2 separate regions of the Zea mays genome follow, and region 1 is linked to region 2. A link is a contact called in public Hi-C data. All regions are on one chromosome and are shown on one strand. Each heading gives the region's core, a stretch centred on a gene start, on an enhancer-like site or on the middle of the called end of the contact. The rest is flanking DNA. Distances are from core to core; before and after follow the strand shown.

Region 1 (4,401 bases), core at 1,526-4,025, 640 kb after region 2:
AGGTGCTGGTGTCGTCCTCATCCGCCAGCCCCATCTGCAGCACCTGACCCACTCTACAACCTTATCGCGAAACCGAATCAAATCCTGCATCTTACATCGTTTGTGGGGACAGAGGGAAAGAGACGTGGACACTAACCACGACGGACGACGGGACCTAGAGGAGGGTGGTGGCGGCGGGCACTGGAGAGAGAAGGGAGAGGGAGCGAACCATGGCGCGTAGAACTCGACCACGCGGGCGCTGGAGAGAGGAAGGGAGAGGGAGCGAACCATGGTGCCTAGGACGCGAGGCGGACGGGCCACGGGGCGGGGCATGGTGAAGCCTCCTCATCCGGTGTCAGAGGTTCCATGCGGTAGCCGCCGCTGCCTCCATGGCTGTTCCGGAGATCGTGGCGAGCCACGAGATCATCGTGGTCGAGTTCTACGCGCCATGGTTCGCTGCCTCCATGGCTGTTCCGGAGGGAACCACTTGCTTCCTCCACACAATCCGCCACCGAGGACAGGAACGGCCCTCCTCGGTCGGATTATTGGCCGCCGACGATGGGGGAACCGGCCCCTTTGCCTCCTCCGGCGCGGGGACGGGGAGCCTGAAGGCCCACCAGCCCGACGGATGGCCACGATGGCGGATATGGCTGCGCCCCTTGCGCCGGACGGTGGCGTCCAGGCAGGAGACGGCGACGGGCAGGGGCAGCGCCGCCGCCGGGAGCGAGAGCACGTAGCCGGGGGGGCCCTCCCACTCCTCTCCTCGGCCACCGCCATCCATGTCGCCGGTCGCCCTGGTCGCCGCAGATCGGCGGGTTCTTGGGTCTAATCTAGGCGGCTGCGCCTCTCCTTTGCCGCCTTCATCCACCATCGCCATGAACAGCGACCGCGAGCAAGCAGGATAGGCGGCAACCGACGGACCGGCGGCGCGTTAGCAGAGCAAGGGAAAGAAAGAGGTGGGAAAGATGCACGGCGGGGACACGACGCTGGCGGGGGCGGGATTGCAGGGTGGGACGGCGCGGGCGGGGGCGGGATGCCGGGAAGGGACGGCGCGGGCGGGGGCGGGATTGCCGGGAGGAAGATGGTGCGGGCGGGGGCTGGAGCGGGGGCACGGTGAGGGTGGACGCCCTCGCTCCAGCCTTAAGGTGTAGTAGAGATTTGTCATCCATCTTCGCTAACCTTAAACATTACGTAGTTAGTTAGTGCGGGAATGAGATTGCCGATGGGGGGTGTGCACACGTACATCAGGTCTTCCGTTTCCATTGGAGCTGGATTATATCGGTCTCGTCGCCAACTCGGTCCATGAAAGGAAAGACGAGCCGCCTTGCCGCATTCACGCACAGGCTGCCGCCGGCCGCTACGACGACGTACGGAACGAGTAGTGTGCGGTGCGGCGGGCCTCCATCCATCTCATAATAGGTCGACAAGATCATTGCTCGCACGCAACTTGGTGTACGTCCCGTCGTCCTTATTAGCATCCATGGCCATGCATGCATCGCCGGCCGGGCCGCCCAGTGCGTTCCACACCAACCACTGACGTGACGTGGCCCAGTAGCCTCGATACTTAACCGCAGTCAGTATAACTATATATAAGTAAGCATGCATGCATGAATAATGCAAGTCTTTATTTCATATGCATGGCGAACTACGTGGACGGAGCAGCCAGAGTATCATATCAGCCATGCATGCATGCATGGGGCATCATTGTTTTAACCCACCATCAGCCAGAACAGAAACACATGACTAATGTCCAAAGTGGTTAGGGTATGGATTCAGTCCACCACTCCACCTACAGCCAGGTAGCCTGCTGTAGGTACGGTCGTACGGACGAACAATAAAATTAACTAAACAATGCTTACCAAGTTACCAGCGATTTCTCTATGAGCTCCAGGGTACAGAGGCGCGCGGCGTACAGCGTCCAGGTTGTCTGGTTTACGTTGCACGCGTGATGGGGTACAGGCGACGGCTCCGCCTCAATGATTCCCTCCCTTTTGTCCCAGAATCATTCCTGCATGCAAAAGGGCAGCTAGCTAGCTAGCTTATTGGTGATGAACAAAAGGCCCCGGCGTCGTCGGTTCGCTTCAAGATCCTCTACTATCTAATGGCTTCTTGCTGCCTGCCCCCGATTTTGCTTCAGAGTCCACGGTCCCAGCTAGCCGCAGGACTGTGTATATATACTGCTAATTCTATTTTATGTAACCTTAGTCTTCTGTGCGCTGTCATGTAAACACGTACTACGACATATTGTGCAAATGTTGAATGGATCCTGGGCTCATGGCATTGGTTTAATAGTAGTAAAATTGGGCGGCGAATACCCTTGGCTCGGGCACTGACATGTCAGTGCGTGTGTGGCCCGTATGGGAGAAGTAGCACATGCCATGTAGCAGGACGGACCACGGACGGTATACTGTAGCCTCAGTACCGGATTCTATTGCAGCAGTCCGAACCAGACAGAGCAGAGAGAACGACGACGGTATACAGTATGCAGTATACGTACTACAATAATCAATGCACCTGCATCTTCCGTTCAGACAGTCGACCAGTTGGGGGTGGGCGAGACCGTATTTTTGCCTGTGATAGATTCATAGACATAGTAGAAGAGGAACGGACTTACCGGCTCAGGCTCCGTTGGTTTCACGCGCGGGTTTCCCGCCCGTTTGACGCGCTCCGTGTCCCATGCGTAACAGTCCTGGCTCGGCTCGGCTCGGCGATGATAGGCGCGCCCAACGCAGACGCAGCGAGACATATCTTGGCCTGCCGGCGCAAACGCAACCCGGGAGCGCGGAGCCAATGCCGCCATGCCGGCAGTCCGCAACGTCCCGCGTCCAAAGCCAGTCGTCCAAACCCGCGCTACGGGCGTGAGAATGCGTGATGCAGCAGTACAGTATTTGTTTCCACAGCACACGGCAATTGATTAATTAACTAAAACTCATAATCGCGCCACTTTCGGGTCACAGGGACGCGGGCCCCGTCGTCCCCCATCCGTTTCCTCCTCCGCCTCGCCTCCTCTCTACCCAGCCCCAGCCTCTCCCGGTCTCCCCTCCTCTCCTCTCCTCTCCTCTCCTCCTCTTCCTCTGCTTCTCTCCCCGATCTCTATTTCCCATTTCCGGGCGGCTCCCGTTCTCCACCTCAATTATTGCCCACCCATCCCCGCTCCCTCCTCTCCTCTCCTCCCGTCCCACCCATCACCTCGCACCAGCGCCGGGGGAATGGCGGCCGCGCTGTGGACGCTGCTAGTGGCGGTGGCCCTGTCGGCGGCGCTGGCCTCGAACCGCCCCGTGGCGGCGACGGCGACGGCGGCGGCGGAGGCGGCGAACGAGGTGCTCCGCGCGCACCAGCTGCCGGGGGGCCTGCTGCCGGCGGGGATCACGGCGTTCCGGCACGACGCCGCCACGGGGGCGTTCGAGGCCCGGCTGGACGCGCCCTGCACGGCGCGCTTCGAGGTCGGCCTCCGCTACAACGCCACCGTCTCCGGGGTCATCAGCCCCGGCCAGATCGCCGACATCTCCGGCGTCGCCGCGCAGGACCTCTTCATGTGGTTCCCCGTCCACGACATCAAGGTCGACATCCCCTCCTCCGGCGTCATCTACTTCAACGTCGGCGTCGTCAAGAAGCACCTCCCGCTCGCCGTCTTCGACGCGCCGCCGGCCTGCACGCCCGACCCGCTCCTGCAGGTAATAAACCCATCTCTCGACCCTCGGTCTTTTTTTTTTTTTGATAGAATCGTTGGCGCTGTTTGCGAGTCCTGAGTTTCTTCTCCGGCGCCCGCAGCGGCTGGAGGACGTGGGCGAGGGCGGATTGGCCGTGGTGGGCGCCGCGGCGTCCCGGCGATGATGGGTGGAGGAGAACGGAGGAGGGTTCGACGGCGCCGGCGAGCCAGGATCACGAGCGCAGTTTTGAGAGGAGAACGGGCGATCGCCGGCCTTCTTCGATGCACATAGATAGCGTGGGCATTTCCATCTGTTTTCTTTTTTCTGCTTCCTACTAGTGGCTACACTAGTAACCAACCTCGTCTATCATTGTTCGTTTCGTCAAGCTGTTGTCATTTCCTGCTGTCTTCCGTTCATGTCCGTGTTCTGTTCGGCCGGAATCCGCCGGCAGCACGCGTGTCCCCCTCGCGTTGCGTCGTGCGGCGTAGCGGCGGCGAGGACGACCGCCGGCGATTTTTTTTTTGGCGCGCGGTAATGGATGCGGGCTGCGCGCTACTCGCGTCGTGACGAAACGAATCTGGCTGGAAACTGGAATGCAAATCCAATCACGCTTCTTCCTTCCCCCTGCCCAAATGCATGCAAATCCATTGGCCTGCGATTCAGTGCACACTCTCTTGCATCGCCAGCGTCGTTGTCTCGCTGATGCCTGCCTGCATCCGTCTCCGCCGCCGTAGGAGCGAGGCCTGTGACGCGGTCTCCGTCCGTTCCATCG
Region 2 (4,728 bases), core at 88-2,587:
CCGCGTCACACTTCGAACGCCGCGGGTGTGGCGCCCGAATCGGCCGCCACACCGCGTCACACTTCAAACGCCGCGGGTGTGGCGCCCGAATCGGCCGCCACACCTTAGGCGTGGTGCGGCGCCGTAGGTGCCTGTCCAAACAGCCCCCAAATCTTCTAGTCAGTGACGTGATCGCTTGATCAACAATAGCAAGAAAATAAGTTACCCTAAATGATTCTTGTGCAGATTGTGAAGCAATAAAAGTATCTTCAGGGGTCTCATCTAAGCAATATAGTTACCCTAAATGATTCTTGTGTAGATTGGATCAAATATATCATGTTGAAGGCTGAGAGCATAGAGCCGATTAAAAAAGTTGAAAGAACTTGCCTGGCGTGCTTGCTAGTTAATTCAGAGCAAAGCAACTTGGACTTGGCTTCACGCGGGAGACAGGGTGATGATGCTGTAGCCTGTACACGTTGCTGCCGGTGATTCTCTTCAACGGCGATGTCGGCGCTGCCGCTGGTGATGGCAGGGCGACAGGGATGTTTTGCGATGGAAGCCAAAGGGGCAGGTACGCGGCCGCGTGTTTCTTTGCCTTCCTATGGAAGCCACCAACCGAGAGAGGCTAGACTAGTTAGAATCGGATGGGATATGGGCTGACTGAGCTGCTAGTATACAATACATATACGTGAAATGGAGGCCTCCAAAAAATAGGGGCCCTGTGCGGTCGCCCATTTTAGCCCTCCTAAGCGACGGGGCTGCTTCATCCTCCGCGCAGCTACCACCAATCACAATTGCAAGGTGACAGAAATGTATAATCACAATTAATCCTAAAAAAATATTAAAATTTTCAGGATTAATTGTGATTATGTAATCATGATTTTAACCTTTTATTTTTTAATCACTCATTCTGATATTCACTAATAGTGTTAGGGTAAATGACAACTTCGTTTTCAAAACACAGGGGTAGAATCACAAAGTTGGAAAATGATGGATAAAATCATAATTGTAAGATAAGAGAAAGACATAATCATAATTAACCCTAATTATTATAGGTATGAAGAATGTGGCGATTCTACCAAAAATAATAATAGAATAGATACATGACCCGACTCTCCTAAACTAAATATACGTTGATCCCGCCCGCGTACCTACTCGTGCTAAACAATCGTATCCATTCCTTCACAATGTCGCAGCCTCTCAGTCTCAGGCCATGGAGAAGTTTGCAGCCCAGCAAGAAAGTGGACGTCTCCAACCCTATCAAAAATGGGCCTTACAATGCGGCAGGGCCAGGAGCCCACAGAGAAGCGGTTCCAACCCAAAATACGTACGGTCGTCTGTTGGACGGCACTGGTGAAGTCGAAGTCTCGAAGGTTCCAGCGAGCGACTGTGTCGAGCAGGAGAGAGCGCGATGGGGAAGATGCGGCAGCTGATCTGCCTCGTGGCCGCCGTCGCCGCCGCGGCCATCCTCCTGACAGGTGACGCAGGGTCTTTACCTCTAAACTCGATCGCCTTGTCAGAGCCGTCCGCCCCTCACAGCCTTGCTCCTTCCCGTTTGCCTTGACGTGCTCTCCTTTTGAAACCATTGCTTGTGATTTGTATGCAGCGTCGGCCAAGAAGTCCGGCGACGTCACCGAGCTTCAGATCGGCGTCAAGGTCTGTGCTCCGTAACCGCGGTCAACTCTCCTCGCCAGTTTAATTGTTTGCTGTCTTCGCGGATTCTGGCGGATCTTGGATTCGCCGGTTTCTTCATTTAGCAAAAAATATTTTGTGAATTAGTGCCTTCGAAAAAGTCTGTAGACTCCCATTTCGTGGGCGTCAGTTGAAATCTCTTAGTAAAGGATGGCAGAGTTCAAACTCAGAAAGGGGTCGGCTTCGATGATTCTAGTATATCGAGCTACACACGGATCTGCGACTGCAAAATCTGTAGCCTTTTCTTCCCCTTTAACGCAACATTCTTGAGTCATCGAATGAGTTTCACTTGAATTTTATATGTGTCACTCAAAGATGAATACAGGAAACGATTGTGGTACTGTTCTGCTAGTCAAATTCATGTAGTCGATGCTCAAACAGTCAATCTAGAAGAGGTCTAATCTAAAATTTCCTCGGCTAGCCTGTGTTAAAGATGGTCTCCCTGCATATTGCTACCTCTGGAAAAGAACTTTATCGGACTAGTACCTTATATCAAGATTCTAGACCACGCTGGGTGATGGTTGATGGCCTCCGGTCACAGTTGGTCCTCTTAAGGGATAACCATTGTAATGCTGCTGAAGTTGTCTGTTTAGGGCCTTCTCCAAAGGATATATATACCCTCTGTTATGGGTTATCGCTTCCCCTTCAGGCCTTGTTTGGGTACTCTAGTATTCACCCCAATCCACATTTGTTGAGGTGGATTAGGGTGTAAATTAGGGGTGAATACTAGAGTACCCAAACAATGCCTCAAAGTTCAAAGTTCAAACAGAAAACTAAGAATCATTGGATCATGATAGTGAGAAATATAATATTTGGTTACAATCCAACGTGTTAGTTAGGGATTGTGATAGTGGAGAACTGCATGTCATCAGCTTCTGCTTATTGTTACACAATTACCGTACAATGAAACAATGAGAACAGGCTGTGGTTTTCTTGTTATTACATTTTGAAAGGAGGTATCCTTTTGTTCTGTGTGGCATTGATTTTTCTCTTGCTTGTCTTCCTTTCAGTACAAGCCTGAGTCATGTACGCTGCAAGCACACAAAGGAGACAAAATTAAGGTTCACTATCGTGTAAGTACCTGATCTGTATGCTTTTTTAGCCTTGCTCTATTTTCCACATTGACTTTTTTTTTGTTCAGTGATGTAGCCCTGTAAGGGATTTGCTCATGGGTGCTATAGATATGCCTTAACTCACACAGTTAATATAGTCACGCAAAAGAACTGTGCTATTTGCTTGGGAGTATGATCTTTATAGATTCATAATATCTTGTCTCATATATGGTTTTGCCTTTTTCATGTTCGATTAAAAAGCACTCCTCGTCGATACTTTACCTGCAGTGTCTCTTTCCTCTTTTTAACTCTCTTTGTTATTTAGCTGAAAGGCTTGATATGCTGCAGGGGACACTCACTGATGGATCAGTTTTCGATTCTAGCTATGACAGAGGTGACCCGTTTGAATTCACTCTTGGAAATGGCCAAGTGATAAAAGGTTACTGTCCTTTCCTATAGCCACAATAAAGTTTCCATGTTTATCTGTGGTCCAGTGTCCATACTAAACTGTACTGGGATATAATATAAGCATACGTCACCCAAAAAAAAATGGATGAAATGGCATATGCCATTTATATGACACGCAACCTTAAATCCGCCAACTGACTCTGTCGTTTCCATCTGTAGGTTGGGACCAAGGATTGCTCGGTATGTGCGTGGGTGAAAAGAGGAAGCTAAAGATACCTGCAAAGATGGGTTATGGTGAGCGAGGCTCCCCACCAAAGATTCCAGGTATGGCTGATGATTTGTCTGCTTGCATGCTGGTTTCCATGTGACGAAATGAATCCTGTAGATTCTCTCTTCTTTAGCGTAGCCATTTTACCTCATCCCTGAAGCCGCAATTCACAGTCTCTTCCATGGACTTTAAAGCCGTGTGCTCCTAGGGATTTTTTTTTTGATAAAGCTAACAGGAAGTTATGTACGTGCTCAATAAATAGGTGGAGCAACTCTGATCTTCGACACGGAGCTTATCGCCGTCAACGGGAAGACATCCGGCGGTGCAAAGGCAGAGAGTGACAGTGAGCTCTGATACAATGCATTGGAGAGTTTCAAAGCTCGGGGGGGAATAGTAGCAGCGTCGCATAGTTCATTAGGTGAAAGGGTTGCTGTTTCCTCCACATAGCAGTTTATGCTATAGAGATGTCACAGAAACAAGTCAGGTTTTGCCCGATGGTCGAACAGTTTCCTTTCCATCTTATGAAAACTCGAATTTGTCTATAAAGCTACCATGGTCTTCAACATTGCAGCCCGTTTAAACTGTCGTTACATCGATCCATGGCTTGGAGAGAGAGAGAAAAATCAAAATGTAGTGGGCGTTGCCAGCCAGCCTTTGCTTTTCCCTGATGTCTGTAGCTCTGCCTTCTGCTGTTTGCCGTGCGCAGAAGAATGTGTACTAGCTCTGCCTTCTGCCAGAAACATTATCACAAGCTGCTGAGCTGAGACGTGAACTGGCTCAAAGTTCTCAGATTCACAGAACCCGTGGTGACGACTGGCTGTGCGGCGCAGAGGTCGAGCAGCTTGTGTTGGGATCTCATGCGGTTTGTCTTCGGCGCAAAGGAATATAAGTTGCTGCGTCCGCTGCAGGAAGTAAAAGGCGTGATGAGCCGAACATGTTCGTCAGCTCAGGAATTGCAGTTCTCGCTGGCTGGACGCGATGACGAGGGATAACACTAGTCGCTATAAAACTCAAAAGGCAGAATGGGTGCTGTCGCCTGCCTGACGCGCCATGCTCTCGACTGTTCGTGGTGCGTTCATCTTTTGACCTCAGCATACACGCACTGCACACGCACACAGCAGGTTGAAGTCCGTGCCGCCAAGCGCCTGCACCAGTGCCGTCTGAACGTGTCGATGGAGCACAACAACGGAGCCGTCTGAAAAAGAAAAAGGTGTTGAGGTTGGCGAGCCTGAAGAACCGACGGGGGCATGCATCCGCTTTGACCAATTTCTACGTGAAGGACGCCGAGAGTCGTGCATCAGTGCATGCATGCACGGACGCCGCCGTCTC

Evidence for each region. A called contact is a pair of places that touch in the nucleus more often than the background predicts.
Region 1: a Hi-C map of ear shows a contact between it and region 2, with 1.8 times the contacts expected there. The contact joins the promoter of LOC100276614 here to the promoter of LOC100285758 in region 2. A contact is called at or near these places in 3 of 25 Hi-C or Micro-C datasets (bundle sheath, ear and root tip).

What each region holds. Positions count from the first base shown.
Region 1 is chr3:164,778,275-164,782,675 of Zm-B73-REFERENCE-NAM-5.0, forward strand. It overlaps LOC100276614, which reads left to right and starts at 2,776. Exons shown (of 2, transcript NM_001360700.1): 1 at 2,776-3,653; 2 at 3,751-4,008. The coding sequence starts at 3,189. The coding sequence ends at 3,813. It also overlaps a transcript of LOC111946235 not described here.
Region 2 is chr3:164,141,276-164,146,003 of Zm-B73-REFERENCE-NAM-5.0, forward strand. LOC100285758 reads left to right here and starts at 1,338. Exons shown (of 6, transcript NM_001158648.2): 1 at 1,338-1,457; 2 at 1,586-1,635; 3 at 2,682-2,744; 4 at 3,072-3,162; 5 at 3,351-3,455; 6 at 3,662-3,927. The coding sequence starts at 1,391. The coding sequence ends at 3,753.